3 separate regions of the Mus musculus genome follow, and all the other regions are linked to region 2. Evidence: chromatin contacts called from public Hi-C and promoter capture Hi-C data. All regions are on one chromosome and are shown on one strand. Each heading gives the region's core, a stretch centred on a gene start, on an enhancer-like site or on the middle of the called end of the contact. The rest is flanking DNA. Distances are from core to core; before and after follow the strand shown.

Region 1 (4,596 bases), core at 793-3,292, 190 kb before region 2:
TGGGTCGCAGATACCACCAGGGATCCCCAAAGCCATGTGTTATCAAGTAGAGTAACAGCTTGGTGGACCAGAACTTCACAGCCTGTCAGATACATTCACTCTGTGCATCCCAGATACCATCAGAGACACACCTCTACTCAAAGCCGTTTGTTATCAAATACGGTGACAGCTTGGAGAACCTGGGCTTCGCATGTGCGCGCCGGTCAGACGTGCATGAATTGTAACTTAAAAGAAATGTTGCCATCCAGGGCTTTGGTCAGACCAGACTTAGCGTTTGGGACCCGTGAGATGGCTTAGCAGGAGAGTGCTCCTGCTGCCAAGCCTGACAACCTGAGTTCGATCCCGGGACCCACATAGTGGAAGGCGAGTACTCCCTTACATCTCAACTGCCTGTTCCGAAACAGCCCACAGCTGTTACGGGAGAAAATCCAGTCATACTTCAGGCAGGGGTTAAAATCCACAATTTACATAGAACTGCCAAAGTTAAATACCGAGGGAACAAAGCTGCCACCTGGACTGGTGAAGGGAACAGACTTTGGCTCCCTCCAGGGGCTGCCCTTAGCAGAGGATGGGGGGTGTGGATACCTGCCCCTGCCTCCGTGCTGCCATGGCAACCACTCCAGAGCACATCCCTAAAACCACCCCATGACTCTGGGGTCCGCCCCTTGGCCGACCTTCTCATCTGTTTCCTGAGTCCCTGTGACGACTTTGGATTCCTGTCTTGGGGGTCTGCCCCTAGAGGATCTCAAGTTCTTCCCAGCACCCCGCGGACAGTCAACACCCACCAAAGGGGTCCTTCCCCTCCCCCACAGTCCCTCGGCTTCGCGCCACAGACCGACAGTCCACAGCTGGCAACAGCCCAGAGACCTGGTGGGCTGGGGCAGGCACTGTGGTAGCGGCTGGTGCAGCGGGGTGCCGGGCCCCTGCTAGTAAACAACAAGAAACAACTCAGCAAAAAGAAACACCCGTGGATACAGAGAAAGAAGAATGGCTGCCATAGCCATTCTAGAAAGCACAGCAAGCCCACAGCTGAGGTGTCGAAGCTGCAGGAAAGAGGATCCCAGCTATTCAGGAGGCTGAGCCTGGAGCCTGAAGACCATTTGAGAGCATGACGGATGTCAAGACTTCCAGGCCAGCCTAGACTACTGAGGAACCCTGACTCAAAATGCAAAAATAAAATAAAATAAAACAAGATGAAAAAATAAGGGTCTGGAGAGATGGCTCAGGGGTTAAGAGCACTGCCTGCTCTTCCAGACGTCCTGAGTTCAATTCCCAGCAACCACTTGGTGGCTCACAGCCATCTGTCATGCGATCTGACGCCCTCTTCTGGTGGGTCTGAAGACATCGACAGTATACTCATATACATAAATCTTTTTAAAATTATATAAAATAAAAATCAGGCAGGCAGGGGCAGTATATGCCTTTAGTCCCAATACTCAGAGAGGCAGAAGCAGGTGGATCTCTTAGAGTTGGAGGCCAGCCTGGTTCCAGGATAGACCAGACTACATATATTCCCTCCTCCTGCGGACACTTCCCAGGTCTGTCAGGCTGGACGTTGGAGGGTTCTAAGACAAGGTCACCCCAGCACCTCCGACTAGAGTCAGTTACATGTCTTGTCTCGTGCCCTTGCTACAGGGCTCTTAGCGTCTTGCCCTACTGTGGTATTGTGAGCTTCCCGGGGGTTGACACTCTGTCAGCTCAGCCAGCTTGGCCATTACCTTTTCCTCCTGGGGTCGCTGGTATCATGGCCATCCCTTTGTTCCCTGTCTCCAGTGGTGACACGTCCCAGTTCTTTCAGTGGTTGTGACTGGTCTTTCTTCACTCTGCCCTCCAGTGTGCTGTGGGACACAGCATCACCACCATCATCCTCACTATCATCAGAGCGGGAAAGGGAAGAGGCCCACACGGGTTCTAATAACTTGCTACTCCCCAGACGCCTGTCAGCCTGCTCCCCATGGTCCTAGGGCTCCCTTGAAGTGTGTGGGAGAGGCAGCCACCTACTTGCCTGTGCACCGTCTGTGTCCCCCACAACCATGGTACTCCGTGGAAGCCAGCCTTCCAATGGAACTATGGAATGCTGGGAACAGAGGCTCCACAGTGATGACGGGGACAAGCCATTCCTCTCAGGCAGCCCTTGTCCCCCTCCTGGCTCCAGAAGGGCAGCATAGGCCCAGAAGCTGCAGGCGTGGACAGAAACGAGGTCTCCCGGGCTCCGGGTGCGGAAGGCTCAGTGGAAACTTTCTGAGTGGTTGTCTTCAAAAGGCCCACCTAGCACAGGACTCCAGAGAATGCTTCGTTGAGCCCGGAGCAGCTGTCCAGACCTGGTGTCCAGAGTGATCCAGCAGCTCCACGCAGCAAGCTCCAGAGATCAGCCACAGACTGGTGCCCCCCCACCCCAGGCAGCAATCGGCTGCATCATGGCCTCACTGGGGCACAGGCAAGTGGAGTCAGACCCAACCCCCAGCTGTTCTCTCAGCTCTGCCCCACATCTGACCCTCTCTAGCTCCTCATCCACACCTAGACAGCCAGGAAACTATATCTGCAGGCCTCACTGCAGCTATCTTAGCAACCTGGAGGCCATTCTTAGCAAGGCAATCCAGGTATATCCTCAGCCCCTTCGGGGGCTTCTGTGACGCTCAGGGAGCCACAATCCTTATCACGGCTCCTGGGGCAGTAGATAACGCTGAAGAGCCACACACGAGAGACTCCATCCAACTCTACAGCTCAGCCTCCTTCCCCGACGGTGCTCCTTGCTGCTCCACGGTGCCATGTGCTCCCTCTATGAAGCCTCCTGTCCCCTCAGCCCGAAATGTTCTGCCTGTCACCAGCCATTCTCCGCAGAACGGCAGGGCTATGCCTAGCTCCAGCCAGCCACTAGCCCATGTGGACTCCTCCCCAGTCTCCAGCCCAGGTGTTCCCTACTCAGGTGGCTCCTTGTGTCCTTTCTCCTTCCCACACTTCTCCACTGGCATCTTCTACAGGGACAGTGCAGAGACCTTGAACAAACATCCCGTCGTACATGGCCACCATCCCAGTGTGCATACAGAAAGAGGCCACCCTGGCCATTAAGAGGTGGGCACCACTGTGGCCTGTAAGGAGGGATGGCGGGGACAGTGAGGAGCTTCGAGGACATGCTCCTTCCTGTGCGGGAGGGAAAGCAAGATGGTGCAGCCACTGTCAGATCGAAGCAGGGTTGGTTTTTGTTGTTGTTGAAGTATTTCTGTGTATGTGTGTTTGCCTGAATATATGTTAGTGTGGCACATCCACACGGCACCCACAGTGCCAGAAGAAGGCACAGAAGCCCCTGGAACTGGAGTTATAAGATGGCTGTGAGCTGTCATATGGATTCTGGATACAAAACCCAAGTCCTCTGCAAGAGCAGGTAGTGCTCATAACCAGTGAGTCATCTCTCCAGCCCTGGGCAGGTTCTGGAGGCTGTGACTCCCCCCCCCCCCCACAGTGCCTCGCTGTACTCTGAAGACCCTACCCACACAAACGATATGCCAGGGTGTGTAGAGCTATTCACAGGATGCCCAACTGCAAATAACCCAAGATCTCATAGCAGGAGAAGCTTGAGGTACACCCACCCCCAGAATACTAGTCAGCCAGTGAGCCGTGCAGGAGTGTGACTGACAGGTGCTGCGGGACGGGGGAACCCCGACACGGGCAGTTACATAGACTCAGCAGGGAAACGACCGCCATGGGACAGACGGCTGTAAGTGAGAAGCCCAAGTCTGCAGGATAAATCACATAGACAGTTAACAGTGTGTACTGTTAGATTCGAGTAGGATGTGCAGGTGTGGTGGGACCAGCTCGTTGTGATTCCAAGACCTGAGAGTCTGAAGTGACAGGAGCAGGAGCTTCAAGCCAGACTCATCTAGTTAGAGAGACTTGGTCTCTCTCTCGTGTGTGTGTGTGTGTGTAAGTGTATGAGTATTGTGATGTGTATATATGATGTGTGAGTGTGATGTATATATGATGTGTAATATGTGTGATATGTGTGTGTGATGTGTGTGTGATATGCGTGTATGATATGTGTGTGATACATGTATGTGTGTATAAGTGTGTGATGTGTGTGTATGAGTGTGTGATGTGTGTGTGATGTATGTGAGTGTATATTCCCTATGGAAACAGTTGAAAAAAGCCTTAAAGGGGCAGTAATGGAAGCAAGTCGAGAAATGGAATGAGCTCCCTACTGTTTGCACAGACGCAAACAGTTTAGAGAAAGGTGACATCATTCTGTCCCCACTGTGGGGCTTAAGTGTCCCTCAACTCAAAAAAAAAAAAAAAAAAAGAAAAGAAAAGAAAAGAAAAGAAAAAAAAGTCCCATGCAGTCACTGGAGACAATACCTCCAGCATCTTGCCCAGCCTCTGCAATGTCCTGGGTTCAGTCCCCAGTACAGCCTGTAAATAAAACCATTTCTACCGGGGCAGAAGTGGTTACACACAGCCAAACTTGAAAGGCAGTGGTAGCCGGGCACAGTGGTGCACACCTTTGATCCCAGCACTCGGGAGGCAGAGGCAGGCGGATTTCTGAGTTCGAGGCCAGCCTGGTCTATAGAGTGAGTTCCAGGACAGCCAGGGCTACACAGAGAA
Region 2 (4,117 bases), core at 441-2,940:
CCAGGTATACGGCAGGCTGATGTGTGTCTGCTTGGTGATGGTGGGCTATGCATGCTAACTTCCAATCAAGTCCAAGATGTGATGCACCCTGAAGTCCACCATAGGCCATTTGAAGGCAAACCCTGACTCAAGGACCAGAGTGGCTGGAAACCTCGGATACAGAACAGGAACTGACAGCTTCTCAAAGCCTTTGGGGAGAAAAGAGGATGCCACCATCTGACTGGTGGGCCTTAAGGAGAGGTTGTTGTGCTTAAGACAAGGAGTTGGGGTTGGGGTTGAGATCTGGGGTTCTGGAAGCGCCCCGATGACCCCGGCTGGCTGCAGGTGCCACCATGCACCTCTTTTGCTCCCAGTCAGGGACTCCCCACCACCGGGGCTTACTGGGTCTCTTGTCACCACCAACCCCCACTAACCCCAACCCTGTGCAACTGTGAAGCCATGCAGACCCCCTCCTCCTCAGCCCACTGCAATGCCCGCTGCCATTCCCTGCATGCAGTCCGGGAGGGCAGGGGATGTGGGCTCCTGTCTTCGGATTGATGGTCCAGGAAATGCATTTTCAATTAGTCCCATGATGCTAGCATCTCTTGGTGGGGGTGGGTAATGAGAGAGAGAGAGAGAGACAGAGAGAGACAGAGAGAGAGAGAGAGAGAGAGAGAGGGAGAGAGAGAGACCTAGTAACCGCGGAGTGGTAACCCCAAAGAGCGACAGCTTCTGGAGTGGGGGGGATACCTGTTGGCCAGGGCGCAAGGCCCACGGGATTGGGGTGGCTTTGCTCCAAGATGCAAACGTGTGACCCAACTTTCTATTAATTTTTAGAGGGGCTAAACGCTATTCGCTAAAGGTGTGTTTTCGAAGGTGAGCGCCTCCCCGGGGACCCCCCAGCGGCCCTGAAAGAAGGAGGAGAGAGTGTGTCACAGGGAGAAACCACCTGTGGTTGGCAGGAGCCTCTCAGTCAAGTCGTGGCCCGCACGGGCCGCGGTGCGGGTGTCCCCGGAGGTAGCGGGGTGGGGACCGCGCGGCCCTCGATTGCCTGCGGCGCCCGCGCCTCCTCCCGGCTCCCCACCGCGGCGTGCGCTCGCGGTGCCCGGTTCCTTCCCGTTACGCAGTTCCTGTCCCTTTAAATCCCAGCCCCTGGCAGCGGAGACTGGGGCGCGCCGGCCGGACCCCGGGCCAGGGGAGGGGCAGGGCGCCCCGGGGTCCTCGCGTGCGCGCGCGCGCGCCCGCCAGCGCCCCTCTCCAGGCGGCCGCGCGCTTGCCGGGGCTCGGAGCGCAAGCCGCCGCCGCAGTGCCGCTGCCCGGTCCGGCCGGGATCGGTGCAGCCGCGCGCGCCGCCGCCCGCGGGCCCCGCCGCCCGGGCCTGAGCCGCGCCCCGCGCCCTCCCGCTCCCGGGGCGCGCGGCGAGGGGCCCTGGCGGCGAGGTGGAGCCGCGGGCACCAGCCGCTCCCCCGCCCTGCGCCGCCCCTCCCCCGCCTCCTCCCGGTCCTGTCTCCAGCGGGAGCGCGAGACGCTGGTCAGGCTCCGGCGCAGCTCGAAAATGAACAATCGCCGCTGGCGGACCTAGACGCCGCCGCCGGTCCGCGCGCGGGGTCGCGGGCGTGCTTCGTCCTCCCCCCCCCCACCCCCCCGAAAAGAGCATCGCAACAAAAAGCCAGCCAGCCAACCAAGACTCCGGTTTGTTGATCGCCTTGTTTCTTTTTTTTTTTTTTTTTTTTTTTTTTTCACCGCTTGCGGGATTCGCAAACCGCGTTACATGCATGTCCAGTGGGGGTAGGTTTAATTTTGACGATGGAGGGTCCTACTGCGGAGGCTGGGAGGACGGCAAGGCGCACGGCCATGGCGTCTGCACCGGCCCGAAGGGCCAGGGCGAATACACCGGCTCGTGGAGCCACGGCTTTGAGGTGCTGGGCGTCTACACCTGGCCAAGCGGCAACACGTACCAAGGCACCTGGGCGCAGGGCAAGCGCCACGGCATCGGCCTGGAGAGCAAGGGGAAGTGGGTGTACAAGGGCGAGTGGACGCACGGATTTAAGGGGCGCTACGGGGTGCGGGAGTGCACGGGCAACGGAGCCAAATACGAAGGGACCTGGAGCAACGGACTGCAGGATGGCTACGGCACGGAGACCTACTCGGATGGAGGTAGGTGCGGGCGGCAGGCGGCGGGGGCGGGGGGAGGAATGAGGACCGTCCCCCTCTTTCTCCTTCTGTTTATCTCCCGGGAAGTTGAGCCTCGCCTTCCAGTTGGGCTGTGGGCTCCTGGGGCATCTCCTAGATTCCCAGGAGGCCTCAGCGGGCCCCTGGCCACAGGTTGCCCCACGCTTGATGGGGACAGTGGCCCATGCCAACCCAAGGAAGGGTTGGGGGCTCTCCAGCAGCAGGGCCCGGCCCCTGCCGCAGCAGCCGAGCCAAAGTCTCAGCATATCCTGAGGAGCAGGCCAGAGATCTGCACCTGCCAGAAGGCCAGGCCGGGTCCTCCGCCACCTCTGGGACCTGCCAAGGCTGGAGGGGGCTGGAGGTAGACCCTTCCCCTCTTTTGGCATTGCCTTCCTGGTATCCCCAGAGTCAGACCCTCGTTGGTTTCTTGTTTTCCTGCGGTGCCCAGGGCCTCCCTCAGTCCTAAAGCAACCCAGGCCAATGGAGAGGGAGCGCTGGGAGCGCCAGAGGCGGGGGATGCCGACCAAACCAAACAGCAAGGCAATAAACTTCTAGGTGGTTGGACACAGGCTGTCGAAGCAGGCTGCTGAAGGGAGGGAGGGAGGAGGCCCATCTGTTTAGCGGGAGCCCAGGAATCTGGCCATTCAGTGGCTGAATCATTTTCACCTTTAGTTTAGGGAATCGCTCTGCGCCTCCAGTGTAAGATGCCACCACAGTCAGGGCAGAGCCGGTGCCGGAAGCCAGGCAACTACCAGTGTGATGGTTTCTGTTCAGAAGTCCCGGTTGGCTTGGCAGCCTTCACTCCAATGTCACCACTCCTCAGCAGCGCTGAGACCTCGGGAATAGTTTTAGGTCCTGGAAGTCAGACCCTAAAGCAGACTCTGCCTGTAGGTCCCCTCCCCCTCGGGGCGCTTATCCCAAGAGGCTGTTCTCTTGCCTCCCTCTGGGCCTGGGCGGCATCGGGCTTTTCTGCACGGATGCCTGGGAAGGGAGCGGAGGAGCCGCAGCAATGACTTGGGCTTCTGCGGGGAGATGGAGAGCTCTACCGAGCCTCTGTGTGTTTTCTTGCCTGAAGCCAGCACCTGCTCCTGGCCACATCTAGGAGTGATGAGGGCTGGAAAGTAATTATTATTTTGGCTTATGCAACTGAAAGACAGGGTTCGTTATTACCCGAAGAGGAGGCGGAGTCTGGGCAGTTAATTATATAATGCTCCTGCCTGTCTGCGCCTTGCCCAGCCCTGGTCCCAGGAGGCCTTTCCTGTACTGTTGTTTTCTTGGATGGGGCTGGAGAGTTTCCCTGACCCTGGGGCATTAAGGCCCTCCGAGGTTCCAGGCCTCATGTGTGTGTATGTGTGTGTGTACACGTGTAGTCACATACTCACACATGCACTCTTGATTAGGTCCTTGCAGCAGGTGTGGGTGACCACAGCGGGTGGTCCAGCAGCCTGGTGCTCCCAGCAGGGATCCTTAGCAGGCAAGGGTGGCCTAGGGCAGTTGTCACCTGGGTCTCTGGCTAGATAGTTCATCAAAACTACCTTCTAAAGGTACCTGCTCTGGAAGAGCTATCTTGGTGCCCTGGGCTAACTGGACCTACAGGGAGGGGAGAATCCCAGAATGTTTGAGGGTGGGGCCCACCCTGCGCTGAGGCCTGCCCACGCTACAAACATCTCTATTAGCCTAAAGAGTTCTTTCTTGCCACCAACAGATATTTATTGAGCACTTACTATGGCTAGATGTGGTAAGCTCTGGGAACCCTGGAGCAGGCCAAGCAGACATGATCTTCCCAGAGTGTTCGCTTAGGAGGAAGATAGTGATTCCCCATGGGGAGCTGGGAACAGGCACTGAGCCTGTCAGGGACTTGGGGCCTGGAGTGCAGAGGCTACCCCTTAGCTGATTCCTTGAGGATCATCTTGCTCCACTGGGTACTCCCTCAGCTTTGGCCTCCTGCGGTATTTCCTTGCTCCCA
Region 3 (4,158 bases), core at 1,580-4,079, 200 kb after region 2:
CACCTGAGTCCTCTTTCTTGTTTGTTTCTAAAAAGTCTCATTCTGTAATCCCAGGCTAGCCTGGAACTCATTATGTAGCCCAGACTAGCCTTGAACTTTTGGCTACTCTCCTGCCTCGGCCCTCTCAAGGGCTGGAATTACAGACATAGGCCACCAATCTCTATGCTCTATGTCCAAATCCAGCTCGTGGCAAGGGTCTTACTTAGGACCTACTGGCCCTTACCTTCTCTTCCCAGAACCAGAACCCCACAGCCTCTGCCAAACTCTTTGAATTTTCCTGAGTGAGTCGTTGCTCTGGCAACTGGGGTGCCCAACTGTGCTGGTTTCACGATTCTTACCTTGTGTCTTACTTCCGGCAAGACATCCACCAGCTTCTGCAGGGCCTGGTGATGCGCCCCGAGCTGTGTACCACAGACACAGAGTGTTAGCCTGGGCAGCAGACAATGGAAACACACTGTGCTCGCAAGAGGGGCAGTGTGCGAAAGGCCATTGTTGATGACCGGACCCGCCATTCTCAGTGCGAGAGGCGTGGCCGCCCAGCAGACGCTACCTTCAGAAACACGCCGATGACCGCCAGCCCGTTCTCCCCCACGGAGGCTTTCTTGTAATTTTCATATTTCGTGGAATTCCAGTGAACCAGATGGAGCTGAAACAGGGTAGAAAGAGAATGTTAACACAGCGCAGTGCAGCAGAAACAGCAGCCACGCCACTCTCCGTCCGGCACACCCATGGGTCACGCCATTGTCACATGCGTACTCAAAGTGCTGGTGGCCGGAAGAGAGGGAGAAGACTCTTGCTTTACTTTCCCTTCCTGCCGCTGTGACACTACACCCAGACAAAGACAACCGGAAGGAGAAAGGGTTTATTTTAGCTCACGGTTCAAAGGTACCGTTTATTATGGCGGGCAACTCAAGGCAGCAGGAGCCTGAGGCCACTCGTCACATCACGTCCACAGTCAGAAGAGGCAAGCATTGTATGCAAGCTTCCTTTTACCCACTTTCTCCACGTACACAGTCCGGGCCTCCACCAGGGCGTGTTCCCGTCTGCATACACTCCGTAAGGGTTGCGGTGGCTTGAATGAGACTGTCCACCATGAACTTGTGTATTTGAACATTTGGTCTCCAGTAGGGGTGGGGGAGGCACTGTTTAAGGAAGTTTAAGAGGGTGGGCTTGTTGGAGGAAGTGTGCAGTTAAGAATACTGGCCTGGGGGCTGGAGAGATGGCTGAGTGGTTAAGAGCACTGACTGCTCTTCCAGAGGTCCTGAGTTCAATTCCCAGTAACCCCATGGTGGCTCCCAACCATCTGTGATGAGATCTGATGCCCTTTTATGTCACACAGGTGTACGTGCAGATAGAGCACTCAACCATAAAACAAATCTTTAATAACATCAACAACAACAATAATAAAACATTGGCCTGTGTTCAATCCCCAGCAAGTTCAAGAGCATTTCCAAAATGAGAAAAAAATGAAAAATGAAAAAAAAAGAGAGAGAAAAAAAGTGTTTTGAGTTGTCAAGACAGAAGTGAGTAGTTTGATCATCTGTACCGACATGTCACTTGGAACAAGGGTCACCAGATAAGACGCTGGACTGTCAGCACTGAGCAGTTTCTCAGAGAGGTAAGTCCCCGAACATCATACCTGGCGTCTGACCCTGGACTCTGCCCTGTCTTTATTTTGTAACCCTTCTATTTCTTGCATGTAAGGTTGTAGACCTTACATGCCTTGTGAGGCACTGGGGGAATTCACAACGGGAAGAAATAAAGCAGAGTCCTTCATAAGGCAGCAAGAAGGCCTCTGTGTCAGCCAGGGGGCACTCTATCTTCCCACCCAAGGATTTTGTATCTATTTGGAATAAAAATATTACGTCAGTGTTTTTCTTTTTCTTTACAGATTTATTTATTTACTATATTATGTAAATACACTGTAGCTGTCTTCAGACACCCTAGAAGAGGGAATCAGATCTCATTATGGATGGTTGTGAGCCACCATGTGGTTGCTGGGATTTGAACTCAGGACCTTCGAAAGGGCAGTCAGTGCTCTTAACCACTAAGCTACCTCTCCAGCCCCCAGTGTTCTTCTTGAAATGAAATAAATAGCAACAACTATTCAAGTTGGACTCATAGTATGTTAGTGTCTCTGTCTCTCTCTTAAGATTTATTTTATGAGCCTGGCGTGGTGGCGCACGCCTTTGATCCCAGCACTTGGGAGGCAGAGGCAGGCGGATTTCTGAGTTCGAGGCCAGTCTGGTCTACAAAGTGAGTTCCAGGTTAGCCAGGGCTACACAGAGAAACCCTGTCTCGAAAAAACAAACAAAAAGAAAAAAAGAAAAGGAAAAAAAGAAAAAAAAAGATTTATTTTATGTATATCTGAGTCCTCTATGTTAGAGCTGAGGATGGCTACATAGAAGGATGTGCGTGGGTTCCGTGCAAATATGACGGCTTTGTCAGAGGGAGTTCCGGGGCTCCTTGGATACAGCACAGGGCACAAGTTTCCCCTAAGCACAAAAGCTGGGGTAGAGGCATTCTCAATTGTGCCTAACCATGAATCTTCAGGGACCAGGGTCTGCTCACAAGAACTTTGATTGCCACTAGCTGAGGATAGACGCTGTGCGCCCTCTAGTGGCCACACGTATCACTTCCGAATGAACAACAACCACTGGACTCCCATCTGTGGCTTTAGCTAGACTCTGGTTCACGTCTCCAACCAGAGATCGATGAGAGCCAAAATATTGAGTGTACATCCAATTGTTGGGGGTGGAAGGCAGAGGGTGAGAAGAGGAGGGGGCAGAGATGGGAGTGACAAGGTAATTATGGCAATCCGGCAATTTGAGAGCTGAGGTAGTAACCTTATGGTTTATCACCACACGGACGCTCCATTTTTCTTTTTCCTTTTTTCTTTCTTCCTTTCATTTTTTTTCTGTTTTTTTGAGACAGGGTTTCTCTGTATAGCTCTGGCTATCCTGGAACTCACTTTGTAGACCAGGCTGGCCTCGAACTCAGAAATCTGCCTGCCTCTGCTTCCCTAGTGCTGGGATTAAAGGTGTGCACCACCACGCCCGGCTTCCATTTTCCATTCTGTTGGAAAATGTCGGTGATGTCGTGCCCAGAGGTCTCCAGACATCGCCTCAGCTTCTTTGATTTATTTTTGGTGGTCACCTGTGTTAGCATTTCTTCTAGGCTCCGCTCCACAGTTGCCTGGCAGCAGCCAGGTATGCCTGACTCACTATAAAAGAGGCTGTTTTGGGCTGGAGAGATGGCTCAGTGATTAAGAGCACTGACTGCTCTTCCAGAGATCCAGCAACCACACGGTGGCTCACAAACATCTGTAATGGAATCCGATGCTCTCTTCTGGTATGCATGAAGACAGCTACAATGTACTCACATACATAAACTAAATACATAACTCTTTTTAAAAAGGGGGGGCTATTTGTCCCTCCTCTCTCTCACTCTCTTACCCTCTTAATCTCTTACTCTCTTAGCCTCTCTGTCCCTTTTCTCCCCTATCCCCTCCCCCTCTCTCCTCTCTCTCTGCCGTTCTCTGTCTCTACCCCCTCAATTGCCCTCCCCATACCCTAAATAAACTCTATTCATACTATATCCGAGGTACTATTTTCATCGTGTGGCTGGTACCTCAAGGGGAAGGGGGTGTTTCAGCCTGGGCCCACAGAGGCACCCCCTTCCACTTCACCATATAAAGCAGCGATAATTAAGTGGGTTCAGCTGCTTTTGGGCACTTTGTAAGTGTGTGTGTGTGTGTGTGTGTGTGTGTGTGTGTGTGTGTAAGGCGACAGTGAGGTCTAGTCACCCTGTAGTCGGACTGAGATTGAAAGCACCCAATCGTGTGTTGTCTCACAGTGTTTACGAACCTCAGCTGGGTAGGTATGGCCGTCCACTGCGTGCTCTGAGCCCCATTCATCTGTTGCTCCCCAGTGGAAATGAAACTGCTTCAGCCTGTAGTGGTTTCCCAGAGGCCCACCGCTGATCCCTGCAAGCAAGAGAAGAGACACATGAACCTGGACTACTGAGTAGGCCCAGCACTGTCTCCGTGTGTGTGTGTGTGTGTCTGTGTGTGTGTGTGTGTGTGTGTGTGTGTGTCTGTGTGTGTCTGTGTGTATCTGTGTGTGATGGGGGCAACCTTCTACACACACACACACACAC

What was found. Hi-C and Micro-C count contacts between places; a contact is called where the count stands out from the background. Capture Hi-C pulls out chosen DNA fragments and counts their contacts.
Region 1: a contact with region 2 is called in a promoter capture Hi-C map of liver. The contact joins the promoter of 1700018B08Rik here to the promoter of Jph3 in region 2. A contact is called at or near these places in 15 of 39 promoter capture datasets (the 3T3-L1 cell line, 3T3-L1-derived adipocytes, the HPC-7 cell line and 7 more), 8 of 484 Hi-C or Micro-C datasets (the Ba/F3 cell line, the G1E-ER4 cell line, embryonic stem cells and 1 more) and 3 of 9 other capture datasets (embryonic stem cells, liver and pancreatic islet).
Region 3: a contact with region 2 is called in a Hi-C map of the N1E-115 cell line, with 4 times the contacts expected there. The contact joins the enhancer-like site here to the promoter of Jph3 in region 2. A contact is called at or near these places in 1 of 39 promoter capture datasets (cranial neural crest), 21 of 484 Hi-C or Micro-C datasets (B cells, the BV-2 cell line, the N1E-115 cell line and 14 more), 1 of 115 datasets of contacts at active chromatin or transcription factors (stem cell-derived neural progenitor cells) and 2 of 9 other capture datasets (embryonic stem cells and liver).

What each region holds. Positions count from the first base shown.
Region 1 is chr8:121,542,286-121,546,881 of GRCm38.p6, forward strand. 1700018B08Rik (RIKEN cDNA 1700018B08 gene) reads right to left here and starts at 2,043. Exons shown (of 9, transcript NM_001382232.1): 1 at 2,006-2,043; 2 at 1,719-1,871. The coding sequence starts at 1,752. 1700030M09Rik (RIKEN cDNA 1700030M09 gene) reads left to right here and starts at 2,103. Exons shown (of 3, transcript NR_045903.1): 1 at 2,103-2,437; 2 at 2,982-3,072.
Region 2 is chr8:121,728,869-121,732,985 of GRCm38.p6, forward strand. Jph3 (junctophilin 3) reads left to right here and starts at 1,691. Exons shown (of 5, transcript NM_020605.3): 1 at 1,691-2,136. The coding sequence starts at 1,755. Gm46065 (predicted gene, 46065) reads right to left here and starts at 1,609. Exons shown (of 3, transcript NR_165833.1): 1 at 929-1,609.
Region 3 is chr8:121,923,217-121,927,374 of GRCm38.p6, forward strand. Car5a (carbonic anhydrase 5a, mitochondrial) reads right to left here. Exons shown (of 7, transcript NM_007608.2): 3 at 3,867-3,985; 4 at 551-646; 5 at 339-401. Among named protein-coding and RNA genes, the nearest start is that of BC048644, 17 kb to the left of the region's middle. Within about 2 kb of position 2,830, at least 13 of the 459 cell types and tissues checked have an H3K27ac peak or open chromatin away from gene starts, as enhancers often do. A contact at or near this core is called in the N1E-115 cell line and bone marrow-derived macrophages, where this site is marked.